Linked DNA regions of Rattus norvegicus: region 1 is linked to region 2. The links are chromatin contacts, called in public Hi-C maps. All regions are on one chromosome and are shown on one strand. The core of a region is the stretch at or near the end of the contact, and the rest is flanking DNA. Distances in the headings are between cores, read along the strand shown. Region 1 holds the start of Cdyl2 (chromodomain Y-like 2). Region 2 holds the start of Dynlrb2 (dynein light chain roadblock-type 2).

Region 1 (6,363 bases), core at 2,842-5,341, 260 kb before region 2:
AATTCTAGATTCTGTCAAGTTGACAGTTACACACTGATTTATTACAGGCATAAATATGAGGATGACGTGAGGGTGTTGAACAGCCACAGGGAGTGATCCCTGTCTGAAAGTTTCAGCTTCTGCCTCATCCCTGTGGGAGGCCATCTTGTGGGAGGTCTTCTGGCCCCGTTTAAGCCTCCAGAATGGCAGAGCTACCAAACTTTTTGACTGGAATCTCCCCAGGGACCCCCCTCCCCCCGCCACCCAGCCACCCAGCCAGAACCACCAAACAAATGCCCTGTGAGGTGAGGGAGAACTGTCTGGTGACACACAGCTTATTTTCAACAAGGAAACAGTAACCTTTCGGCATCTTGTGTTGGGGAAAATTTAGTATGCTGGGATAATTCCCATATAGGGTACCTCCAGATATGGAAGGATACTGAAACGATGAGCCTTACATCAGAAACCCAGTAAACAGTGATGATCTAAGAGTCAGAAAGCCAGCGTGCTTTCTCTAAGTCTCCATGCCCAACCACATTACAGGACCAGCGGGCAACGCGATGTCCTACACTGGAAGGGCAATATTTGTTCTGTCAGTGTAGTGGGTCTAATCTCTCCTTGACTGGTAAGCCGGCTGATTTTGTTTTCTTGCAATGTCATGCTGGGCAGCTAGCTCCTTCACTTCCAACGTCCCCTTCTGTCCCTGTTCCAGTATACGGGGAGCATCAAGCCTCTTCATCCATCTTCTTTCTGTATCTCTGCACTCAGCCCCAGGTTCCACCATGTTATTTATGATTAAACCACCGATCATCTCACCTACCTACCTCTCAGATGGTCTCGTGACTTACGTCCGGCCAATCGTAGTGTTCTATGAGTGACTGACTACAGTGACTGGGCCAAACACACTGCGAACCGGGTTAGGAGCCAATCAGAGACATTCCTTGGTGTTTATAAATACCCTGTGAGGTGAGGTGAGCTGCCAGGCGGCCAGCAGAGTGCTTATTTTCTACAAGGAAACAGCAGCCCACAAGAAAGCATCAGAGAGTGGTAGAGGCCACTCCTATCCCATTCAATTTTGATGCCAGACAGTCTCAAAAGAGACTCCATCCATTCTGAATCTTCTCGAGTCAAGTCAAGAGGCTCTTCCTGTTGGGGGGGTGTCACTGAGTTTTCGTTCACGTGTCCTTGAGCAACGTACGGTTAGTATGAAGTGTCTACCCTAGTCTGTGGGGGATGGTGGCACTCTCCCACTTTCCACGTGCCATCTGAAGACTCTGGAAAAGCACTGTCCAAAGACCCTTTCCCCCTCAGGAAGCATTTGTCTTTCCTGGGAGCCAACGTGGTCTGGGGAAAATAAACTCGACATAAAATAGCGTAGCGATGGGTGGGTGGTTGAACCACAGTTCCAAACCTTAGTCATCTGTGTATGTATCCTTTCTTTCCTTAGCTGCTCACCCCTCCCCCAGTCCTTGGTTCGCACACATCCTGTTAGTCACCAGGTCCTGTTGATCTGGATCAAATGCTTGGTGGAAGTAGGTGGAGCAGCGTTAAACAAAGTTAGCCACTTCTTCCCTGGGTGCATCTGGCAGGTCCTGTTTTATACCTTCATTTTGTCTCTCCAGTCGTCGAGGACCACTGCAACTGGTCGCCCTGCTTCTCAGCTCAGTCAACTGGTTAGAGCTCTCGTGTGTCTTGTAGGTTTTCCTCTTGTTTTCCAACATGCTTTGAGTGAGTAAACTCTCTGTCCTGCTAGGTGGCAAACTTCTTGACTTAGTGTTCGAGACCCTCCATGAACTAACCAGCTTTCACCGTCCAAGGTCACTTTGGAATCTCGTATTTCTCCATTTACAGAACCGCCTGCTGTCTACCTTACCTCCATCCCCAAATGGAAGCCCGGTTCCTTCTCTGTGACTTACCAAGATTCTTGTCCTGATCTCAATAAAATATCCCGAGCATGCTGCCTCTCAGCGAATACCCACGTCCTTAAATCCGGCAAACCAGTCTAAACTAGGGATTATCAAATCTCGTTCTCATCCCCAGGGAGAATTTGATCAGAACCAAGTTTAGGAGATGTCCCTCCTCCCAGCCCCAAGCACTGATCATGTTTTTAAATATGACTTAGCATATTACATCAAACCCAGCTTCTTTCTTGACCTCCCTTTTCAAGTCACATTCTCAGATGATGGGGGCGTGACTCTGTTCACCAATGAACTGAGGCTTGCACAGGTTTGTTTTGCTACCTACAGGCTGAGAGGTACCTGGTTATATTATTTAGAACAGTGGTCATGGGGAAAATACCAATTACGAAGAGGGAATGAACCCAAAGGCTGTGCCAATTCCCACCATTTCTAAACCGAATTGATGTTTCTGTTCCTTTCCCTACTGCCACCATTTTCTCCTCACTGTCTTAATGCTGGATTCTCGCTTGAAACTGGGAACACAGTTTTCTGTTTTGACGTAGCCTGGCAAGCATCGCTTTCTTGGTTCTGGATCACTCTCCACCTGCGACTGTGGTTAAAAGTTTGTGTCAGTCAGATAAGTCCTTATCATTCCCCTCTGCAGGAGGAGAGGCCAGGGGTCGGATTAAGATATAATTTAGCTTTACTGAGTTCCCAGGAAGGACAGGCCATAACACCACAGGTACCTGGATCCTTCACGGTGCTTGTAGACGGCTGGCTACCCATTTAGAAAGGGCAACAGGTAATCTGCCCACCGTACTGCAAACAGCAAATGCTCAAAGGAGGACGTGGTTTATATTCATTATATATTTGGTTTGGAAAAAAAAAAAAAAGACAAGGTGGACAGACATTTGGAGCATGAGTCCCTTCTGTCCCCTTCCAATTTCAGAACACACTCTCCAGGTTCTGAGAGACTCTCCTATTTTAAAAGGAGAAGCCTTTAGGTACAGAGATGACCGACCATACATACAGGATGGTTTTTAAGAAAGAGATAACTTTTTGGAAAGAGGTAACTGTACCTCTATAGCCTAGCAGTAGTGGGAACTCCTGTTGAGACAATGAAGGAGTCCTTCCTCTCGTCCCTAATGCACCTCTCCTGTTCCCTCTGGGATTCAAAGTCCAGTATGGGCAGGGTCTCACTGGTGGCTGCAGACACTTAAGAGTTGGGTAGACTTTGGGAAATGTTTGTTAATTAACTGATTGACTGGATGGCAGAGCAAGAGGGCTGCGGAGGGAAGGCCATGCCTGGCCCTAAACACTTCGCGGGGTTTAGTGGTGACTGCCACTGACTGTCCTGGCTCTCCATGGAACCTGTGGACCGGCCACTTCCTCTCTCCTCTCCTTGAAAACCCATCCTGGAAGCAAAGGCCCCTCAGCTCCGAGGGACCAGTTCTCCTAAGATTGTGCCCAGTGAGGAGAAGAGTGGGGTACCCCTGTAGTAAGAAGCAGGACTGAAGAGGGGCTCCCTTGCCTTAGACCTGCAGGTTGATACCTGCGCCCTGGCCGCCCCTTCGCAGCCCAGGCAGGTCATTCCGGGTGGGCACCTGGCCGGGTACTCTGGGGGCCTTGCGGCTGCGCGCGCGGCCAGGCTCGGGAACGGTACCCGGGCTCGGCCTTCGGTGGCCGCCGCCCCCTCCGCCCCGGGGGCCGGGCCGGGCTCCCGGGAGGCGGGGACTCGCCCAGTGGCAGCAGCGTCCGGGCGGGCGGCGGGCGCGGGGCGGCTTCCTGCAGGCGGCGCCGGGGCGAGCCGAGCGCTACAGTCACGGGCCTCGGGACACGGGGGCCCGGGCGCTCGGGGGGCCGCGTCCGAGGCTCAGGGCGCCCTGTGCAGCCGTCGGTCGCCCCTGCCCGTGCTCGCGTGTCGCCGCGATTGCCGCGGCCGCCGCCGGTTACGCCAGCCCCGCCGCCGCCCGCTCCGATTCTGCGCACAGGCGGCCCCCAAGCCTGTCATTCTGCAAAAACACAGTTTACTCAACACGCCGCACACACTCGCGCGCACACACACTCACACACAGTCACACACAGACACGCGCGCGCGCACGCAAACACACACACCACACACACACTTATACACACGCACGCACACACGCGCTCACGCGCGCGCGCAACCCGGGCCCCCCGCGCGCACACGCACGGGAGCGCGCGAGCGAGCAAGACGCGCACACCCGGCGAGCCAAGTTCCGCAGCCTGGCATGGCTTCTGGGGACCTTTACGAGGTACGGAGAAGCCGGGGCGCGGGCGGCGCCAGGGAACCGGGCCTGGCCGAGCTGGTGCGAGCGTAGTCCTGAGCCCGCGGGTGGCGGCGCCGGGGATTGAAGGGCGGCTGGGGGACTCGAGGGTGGTGGCGGACCCGAGGGTGGCGGCGGGGACCGGAGGGTGGCGGGGGCCGGGCGCGCCTCCCGCCGCCGCCTCCCGCGGCGCCCGCTCCCTCTTTCTCTTTCTCTCGCGCACACACTCTCTTACTCCATCTACTTTGCGGCCTTGGAGAGGGGAAGGAGGAAGCCGGGCGGAGCCGGGGCGGAGGGAGGGAAGGTAGCGGTCCCGGGGAGGTGCTTGCTCAGCCCCGACGAGCCGCCCCGAGTGTGCAAAAAAAGTACAGGTAAAAAAAAAATTAAGGAAAAAGAAAAAAAAAAAGTCGCCGGACGTGCGAGGGAATGCGGGGGGCCCGCGCTGCGGACGGCCCAATTTAGGGGTGTCGAGCCCCCGGGAGTGCGCGGGTGTGGGTTGGGTGAGGAGAAGGTGGGTGATCAAAGCGGAGCCTGGCTCCTGGGGAGGGGAATGGAAAGGACAAGAGTGCTGGGGCACGGGGGAGGGGGTGCTCTGGGGACACCACTCTTGCAGTTCCACAGGGGCCACTGAGTGCCCGCCCCCTCCCCCCACCTGCTGCCTAGAGTCCCCCTTCTCTGGGCTCTGAAGCTCTCTTGGCAGGGGCTTGGGAGGTGTCATGCTTCTTAGGGTGAAAGAGGGGCTGCAGAGGGGCCCCTAGGTGGAAGGAAAGCTTGCCTGAAACTTGTATGTGGGTGGTCAGACTTAGCAGAGGACATGGGTGTGAATCCAGTTCCCAGAACTCCTCTGGCACACTAAGGGGAGGTCATACTTGACTCTCTAAGGTCACACAGGTAGTAGTGGGCACTCGATATTTTGAAACAGGCTCAAAATGTTGAAAGAGGGCGTCCATCTGCCATCTTTTGAACAACAGAGAAATACCTGTGGTCTCTGGGGAGAGAGGGCTTAGCTGGCTTTGGGATCACAACAGTTCTTGTGTGGGATTTGGACTACTGGACAAATAAAAAGCCACTACTGATCCCAGGGGGAGGGTGCCATCCAAGAGGTGTTCTTCTCAAGAGAAGGGTCTGAACAAAGAACCAAAGGGACTGGCCACCTTCTACCAGGAGTCCTGCAGATACTGTAAGAAACCAGTGTCAGGGGCCAGCATGGGCTGTCCATCCCTAGCCTCCAGGATGAAGCTGTCACTACAGCTGGCTGTCATCCTTGAGGTCGTTGTCTAAATTTCCATGCAGTCCAGAAACAGTTGAGTTAACATTTTGGGTAAGAGACCGCAGTAGTAATTCATCCACTGTAAGCTAGTTCCCTGGGCCTTCCTGGACAGGCTGGTAGGCATCTCAACTCCCTGTGTATCCAGAACCTTCTGGATGAATCTGGGCTTGGCGGGCCCCAGTGATGGGTTATAAGCCAGCAGGCTCAGGTGGGACCCATTTTTTTTAAATGATATAAGTTATCCCCTCCTTTACTCTATGCCCTTCCTTCTCCTTGTGCTGATGGAGAAGCCAAGGAGGGAGAGAAAACTCGTGAGAAACCAACAGGATGTAGTAACCGGGCCATCCAGACTCATCCATCTTTTTCCAAGATGGCAGAGCCGTCTCCGAAACCAAAAGTTAAAACATAGTGAAGCGAAAACCTTTGCCTGAGTTCCCCGGAAGTACACAACCAGTCCTAGCAGGACACTGGCAGAAAGTGGATGCAGATTAACAACAAAACCAATCCGCTTGAGGTCAGTTTTCTCACCGATGGCGAGTTGTCTCAGAGCCGCTGACACGGCCCGGGTGATGAGTGGTGGCCTTGTTGAGGACATGATGTGGACCTTGTAGGAGATGTCAGTGCTTCGCCCCCCCCCCCCCATTTAAAGTCTGAAACTTCTGGACCTCCTGGGGATAATTTCTTGTTTAATGTTCATCTGAAACCGCCGTTCTTAACCTTGGTAATTATAGTCACCAGATGAGTCTGTGAAGATGGGAGTCTCCACGCAATGGCCTTGAACTACCTCAGCAACTCAAGAGTGCTTATTGAAGTTCAATAGGCAGGGCAATAATAACAATTACTTCCGTGGTGGTAGGTAATTGTATGAGATATAAAATGGTCTTTCCGTGGCTGATTATTTGCACAGCCATTACCAGAAGGGCTAAAT
Region 2 (6,651 bases), core at 3,227-5,726:
GCCAAGCATATACAAACCATCACATCTCCCTTTACACATGGGTTCTGAGGATCAGGTCTTCATGCTTGCACAGCAAGAACTTTCCCACCAAAGCCAATAAGTGTGTGGTATTTGTTGTCGTGGCTAAAGGAAACTCACAAGGCACCTCTGCTAAGTCACACGTGTAGCTCGTGTAAGTCAGGGTGCGAAACCAGGGAGCAGATACGTGGAAGCAGAACCCATTTAACTAAGGGCTACACCAAGAGTCGACCACTTCCTGGAAATACGTGGTCCGGCTTTTCATTTCCTGCACAGATGATCCTAGCCCTTCCTTCCTCGTTCCTTGGGCTCAGACCCAATCACTGCTTGCAGGGTTATTTCTCACTTTATGAAACAAGTCGAATGTTTTCCAAATGATTATTCAAGGTGACTACTCTTTTCTTTTTTTTTTTTTAGTTCTTTTTTTCGGAGCTGGGGACCGAACCCAGGGCCTTGCGCTTCCTAGGCAAGCGCTCTACCACTGAGCTAAATCCCCAACCCCCAAGGTGACTACTCTTATTTCAGAGGATGCTATGGAATTTTTGTCACCTCTCACTTTTATAGATGCCCGGATTAGCAAAGGGATGAGCAGGAACCTTTAAGAGGTTGTCACTGTGACAGATCATAGAGAGAAAGGTAGGCAGAGAAAATGCTATGCTGTCTTCTTTTTTGGGAGGGGAGGGATGGATAGATAGATGCTTGAGTGCAAGTGTGCACGTGTCCCTCCTGTACGTGTGTGTATGTGGAAGTCGGGATGAGTCGTTGGAATCAGTTACCCAGTTATCTCTTTCTGGCACTTGGCCACTGGGGATAAATCTCGGGTCTTCAGGCATGGCAGCAAGCACCTCTACCCACTGATTCCTCTTTGCCGTCTCAGTGTGCAGATGCGAATGGTTCAGACAGTGTGGGTCCGGGACCAGCATCCACATTTCATAGCTGGCAATGTATTGTTCCTTCCCGCCCATTATTTACAAGACTATTCCTGAAATGTTATTAAAATGAATTCTTGTGTCGGAGGGTCCTAGGAAGACTTGGAGTAGGGGGAAATGGGGAAGAGATATGACCAAGATACATTATATACACATCTGAACTTTTCAAATAATAAACTAAAATATTATTAAAATAGATTTTAAGAGGTTTTTTTGTTTTGTTTTGTGTTTTTGTTTTTGGGTTTTTTTTTTTTTCATATGATAAAGGAAACTGTTAATTTAGAATGAAGGTTGGAACTCTCTCTGTACTGTCGCCTTTATAACATTAGGCCCAAACCAAACTACCAATCACATAATTTCTTCAATAAGAGAGCTTTGCTGGCCCTCCCAAAGTGATGTTAATTACCAGAGTATCCCTAACACTAACCCTGACCCTTTCTGAAGAAGATGTTGTGTTTGTGTGTGTGTGTGTGTGTGTGTGTGTGTGTGTGTGTGTCTTAGACAATGTCTCTGTGGCCCCAGCTCTTAAGTGATTGGTATACAGTAGGTAGACAGTGTCTCTGTGGCCCCAGCTCTTAAGTGATTGGTATACAGTAGGTATCCAATAGATGTCTGATGAATAACTGGCACAGGCAAAACATGGTGTTAAGCTCAGAATCTAATGTAAATGTCGTCACTCTTGACACAGTAAATGGATTGTCTCTGTGTGTCAAGCCCAGTCAGCCTGTGGCAAGAGTTACCTTCTGCATTGACCACCATCGTTCCGATGACCCCTTTGTGGCTCTGGATTCTCTTGAGGGTTTCCTCCACTTCTGTCTGCAAGAGATCAGGGCATTAACTAGGAGGGTGTCCATGGTCACATCAACTCTACAGAGAATATCTGGGAACACACCTAGTCACCTATTTCCTTAACTGAGAGATGGGGACAATACGCTTGGGTGTTTAAAGGGTAGGCTTGGAACTTAGATCTCTTATGGGGACTGTGTAAGAAGTCCCAGCTTGCATATAACCTAGATAGACTGCCAGGCTTCAGCCCCGGTGAAGACAGTCTCACGGGGGATCCCTAAAGCTTGCGTGTTCTTATTTGCTAGAAGGGTAGTGTTTATTTGTTTGTTTGTTTGTTTGTTTTTACATTGCCCAGAAAGCTACAGGCCATCTTTCAACAGCCCCCATTTGCATACTTACAAAAAACTTTTCATATGTCATAGCTTTTAAATATTTATAGGTCATCACCGTATCCTCCAAGTGCCCAAAAGCTGCCCTTTCTGAGACACCTTAGTCACTTCTGTTACCCCCATTGGGGGTTCATTCTGGTGACCAAACTTACAAAGGGCATTCTACTGCAGGGTGCTGGGGTCCCCTGGTCGTGTCTTGGCTTCAGCTGGATGTTGGGCTGTGAATGTCTGTGTTTGGGACTCACAGGTGGGCTTTATGCTCACCTTTTGGACCTGACTGTGAATAAAACCACTCTGCTCCCTGTGCTGTCTAATTCCCAACAGCACATTGTGAGTATTTACATTTCTTTTAAAAATCTATTTTATTATTTTGTATGTATGGATGCTTGTCTGCATGTGTTGTGTGAGCACCATGTGCGTGCCTAGGGCCAGCAGAGGCCAGAAGAGGGCGTCAGATCACCTAGACGTGAAGTTACAGACAGTTGTGAGATACCAGGGGGCGCTGGGGATTGAACCTGGGCCCTCTGCAAGAGGACTTAGTGCTGTTAACCAATGATCTCTCTCCCCAGCCTCATAGAGATAGATAGATCGGTCTATCTATCTACCTATCTACCTATCTATCTATCTATCTATCTATCTCTCTATCTCTCTTTCTTTCTTTTTTTTAAGATAGGATTTCACACTCTATAGCTCAGTCTGGTCTTGAACTTGCAGCAATTCTCCTGCCTCAGACTCCTGAGTGCTGGGACTCCAGACAGATGTTACCATGGCCCACTTGGCCTGGAAGTTTTGTGATGAGAATCTATTCTATCATTTTCTTTCCCAACATCTCACAAGTGAACGTTACATTACTTCAGCCGGAGACAGGCTTCCTTTGGCACTCACTGTGGATGTGAGTGAGCACCTTCCTTGTCTTTCCCTTGCTGGATTCGTGACTTTCCTCTCGACGGACACTATTAACACTTAGTTTACTATGTTCTTTAAACTACACCATAGACCAAAGTTTGGAGAAATGCCATCTGCCGAGGAGACCTACCATTGCTACCACAGGATAAAAACTGTTTCCCTGTCACAAACAAGAGGGACTGTAAAAACAGAGGAAGACAGCATATTTTTACATTCCAGTGCCACAAAAGCTCTGAGCCTGAGGTGTCCTCTGGAAAGGAAAATGAGACATTGCCAGTGACCACAATAGTAAGAATCTGATAGTGCCACGGACTTGTTTTGTCCCATACGCAGCCAGGGACAAAACCAAAACCAAATAAAACACCAAAACAAAACCAAACAAAACAAAAAAACACCAAAACAAAACAAAACAAAAAACACCAAAACAAAACAAAACAAAAAACACCAAAAAACCCCCACCAAAAACAAAAACAAAAAACCAAACAACATCAAAATAAAAAAAACAAAAAAAACCCCAAAAAAACCCAACAAAAAAACAAAAAACAAACCACACACACAAACAAAACAAAAACGAAAACCTCCCAACCAACCAACCAACCAAGAAAACCCAAAGCCTAGTAAATGTAGACATTTTTTCTTGGAGTATATCTCTGACATTTGACATTTCTTGCTCTCCTTATGTCTGGCACAGAATATCCATACACTAGCACAGTTCTGATTGTCTTAGGGGAGTGTACAACTCCTCAAAGCCATGGACCCCCTCCTCTCTGCCTCCATTGCTCCTCTCCATTCTCTGCTCCTCACTGACCTTTCCTCTCCTCCAAGGTGGTTCTCTTCTGACTCTCAGACCCCTACTGCACTCCCCCCCCCCCGGGTTCCCAGGACACCCCTGTCCCGCCTCTTCTCTCCTCTCCCCTCCTCTCCTTTCCCTTTCCTTTTTCTTCACTCCTTTCCCTTCATTTCTTTCTCTCCCATTCCCTTCCTTCTCTTCTTTTTCCCTTTACCTTTTTCTCTCCCTCCCCCCTTCCTTTTCTGTGCAGGCGAAGTTATGGTAGCATCTTCCCCCCTTTCTCTCTCCTCCTCCTTTCTCTCTCCATTCCTCACCCCTCCCTCCCGATTTTCTTCTCTTCCCCCTTTGTTTGTTGCTCACCCCCCAACCCCCTTCCCATTTTCTTGTTCTCCCGGTCCCATTCTTTCTCAGCCTATGCTCTTTCTTTCTCCACTGCCTTCATCTCTCTTTGCAAACTTTCCTGGCTCCCGGATTCATCTCAGCACCTCCCGTTTCTCAATAGCGTCCCTTCCAGCTGCCATCCAGTAAATGGTGAGACCCTCCCAGGACAGCTGTGCACATGGGTCTCCCCACTCTGCCCTTCCAGATAAGAACCCGATTTACCATCGCGCCTGTGGGACAGCTCCACTCTCAAGCCTAAGCTGCAGTTTCTGTGGATGTCAACAACGCTTCCCTGTTGCTAGGAAACCAGGCAGGAAGTGGCTTCCTGAAGGCTATGGGCTGCGCCTGCGCAACGGTCATGCTGTTTCTGCAGCCGACTTTTCCGCCCTGCCTGTGGCAGGTTGCTTTGCAGCCTAGCAAAGGGGTTCTAGAAGGCAGGCAAGGGCGTTCCTTCCCGATGCAGCTCAAGGCGATGGGGTCGCGGGAGGATGCGGTCTCTCATGGGTCCAATTTCCCTTCTTTCCTATGTTTTCTGGAGATGTGACCGCCACCTGTCCCTGGAGTCAGGCAAGTGCAGCTAGCCACTCTACCGCCCCCACGTGAGATATAAGATACACACATGGGTGCAAATAATACCATCGTGAGATATAGTACTATCTATGTGGGAAACGATAATACGCTGTGGATTTGGTAGCACTCAGGGAAGGTGCTCATGTCAGAAAACCAGCCGATTTCATTTTATCTCTGAGAATTTGGTACTAGAGCTGAGCCGATCTAGAAAGTGTAGGATGGTGATCTGGAAAGTGTAGGATGGTCTAGTGTCATTTCTGTTGCTGTGATAAACACACCCGAAGAAAGAGCAACTCGGAGGAGAAAGGGTTCAGTTTAGCTCACAATTCCAGGATGCAATCCTTGTGGGAAGTCAAGGCAGGAGCTTGAAGCATTTAGTTAGATCCACACTCTGCAGGTGGAGAGAATGCAAGAAGGGGGAGGGGAGGAAGGAGGAGGGATGGAAGGAGTGAAAGTAAGAAAAAGCAAAAGAGAAAGAGGAAGGGAGGAGGGGGGAAGGGAGGTAAGTCTATGTTTGGCTAGTCTTTTTCTCCAATCCTTATACAATTCAGTACTTAGCTCAGGGAAGGGCCTCCTATATTTAGGCTGGGTCTTCCCACGTCAATGAAAACAGTCAAGATAATCTCCACAGACATTTCCTCAGACTAACCTGATTTGAGGTTCTCTTCCCCTGTTATTCTACATTGTGTCACCTTTACAATTAAAAGTAACAATCACGTAGTAGAAGAAGGAATCTTCTTCTGAGGGGTGTGTGTGTGTGTGTGTGTGTGTGTGTGTGTGTGTGTATATATACATTGTCTCAGCTGATTGACCAGAGTGTTTTGCAATAATAAAAATGTGGGTCTTTACAGATTCTGTGGCTGAATTACATAATCCTGACTTTTTGTCTACCCTGTCCCCACTTCCCTCCTATTTCTGATCAGGGAGATTTCTACTTGAATCCTCACACACCCATCTGTTTTTCATATAAAACGCTGGCCATGCACCTTATCTGTTATGTCAATTAACTTTAATAAAGGGGAGGCGGCTGCAGCATAGCATGGGTTGTGAGTTCCCTCCCTTCTGGAGTCAGGATGTCAGCCTGGTTCAGTAGCTGACAGCTGTGATCGGAGGCAAGCAGGATCCAAGCTGGAGAGGCGCAGGCAGGAGAACCCAACAGCTCAGAAAGAAAGAAGTGGACCAAGTGACTTCCAACCAGCAGTCAAGTCTGACTCCATGCATAGGAAATCAACGGGGAGAACATGCGCCATTTTCTCCTCATTGACCTTTCACTCCCAACGATTCCTCGGAGGTAGCTTGGTTTAATTTTGATGCCTTCTCTTTGGCGTGGGAGTATGATGGATATCCAGGGTGCTGTATGAGCTGCCTTGGAGGAATCCGACACGTTCTCTGTCTTGTCCTAGGTACTGGGAATTCTTTCCACTCTCTCCACTGCCTCCCATCCCTGCCCCTTTCTTTAAACTCACACTAGGTGCTAAATCACCTCAACTCCTCTGACACTGTTAGTGACTAAAACTTGCAAGCACCTGGAAAAACTTACTTTCTTACTTTTTTCTTCTTTCATATTTCACTCTTCCATGCACTTAACTGTCAAAACCAAGAAGCTTTTCTTCTGAGCACGAGGGGTCTCTCTTGTTCTTTGACTGCTTCCCATTTCTGGTTAGTCCAATGGGATATGGGCGATGTCATGACCTTGAATGTCCCCTTGGAATTTTATTGATCATTCTATGTAGTTTTCAGCACTCCGTTGGCAACCATTGAGTTGGGCTACACTATCTTTATCTTGTGTTTCATTTTCCTCGTGAGATTTTTCTAACATTTGTCAACCTAAACGACAGAATTTATAGGACTCTTCTCTAGGGCATCTTAAGCTTTATCTAGT

What was found. A called contact is a pair of places that touch in the nucleus more often than the background predicts.
Region 1: a contact with region 2 is called in a Hi-C map of hepatocytes, with 1.8 times the contacts expected there. The contact joins the promoter of Cdyl2 here to the promoter of Dynlrb2 in region 2. A contact is called at or near these places in 4 of 12 Hi-C or Micro-C datasets (the Rat2 cell line, hepatocytes, kidney and 1 more).

Annotation. Positions count from the first base shown.
Region 1 is chr19:61,689,474-61,695,836 of GRCr8, reverse strand. It overlaps Cdyl2 (chromodomain Y-like 2), which reads left to right and starts at 4,091. Exons shown (of 7, transcript NM_001106189.2): 1 at 4,091-4,153. The coding sequence starts at 4,130.
Region 2 is chr19:61,426,905-61,433,555 of GRCr8, reverse strand. It overlaps Dynlrb2 (dynein light chain roadblock-type 2), which reads right to left and starts at 4,476. Exons shown (of 4, transcript NM_001108451.1): 1 at 4,422-4,476; 2 at 1,688-1,763. The coding sequence starts at 4,424.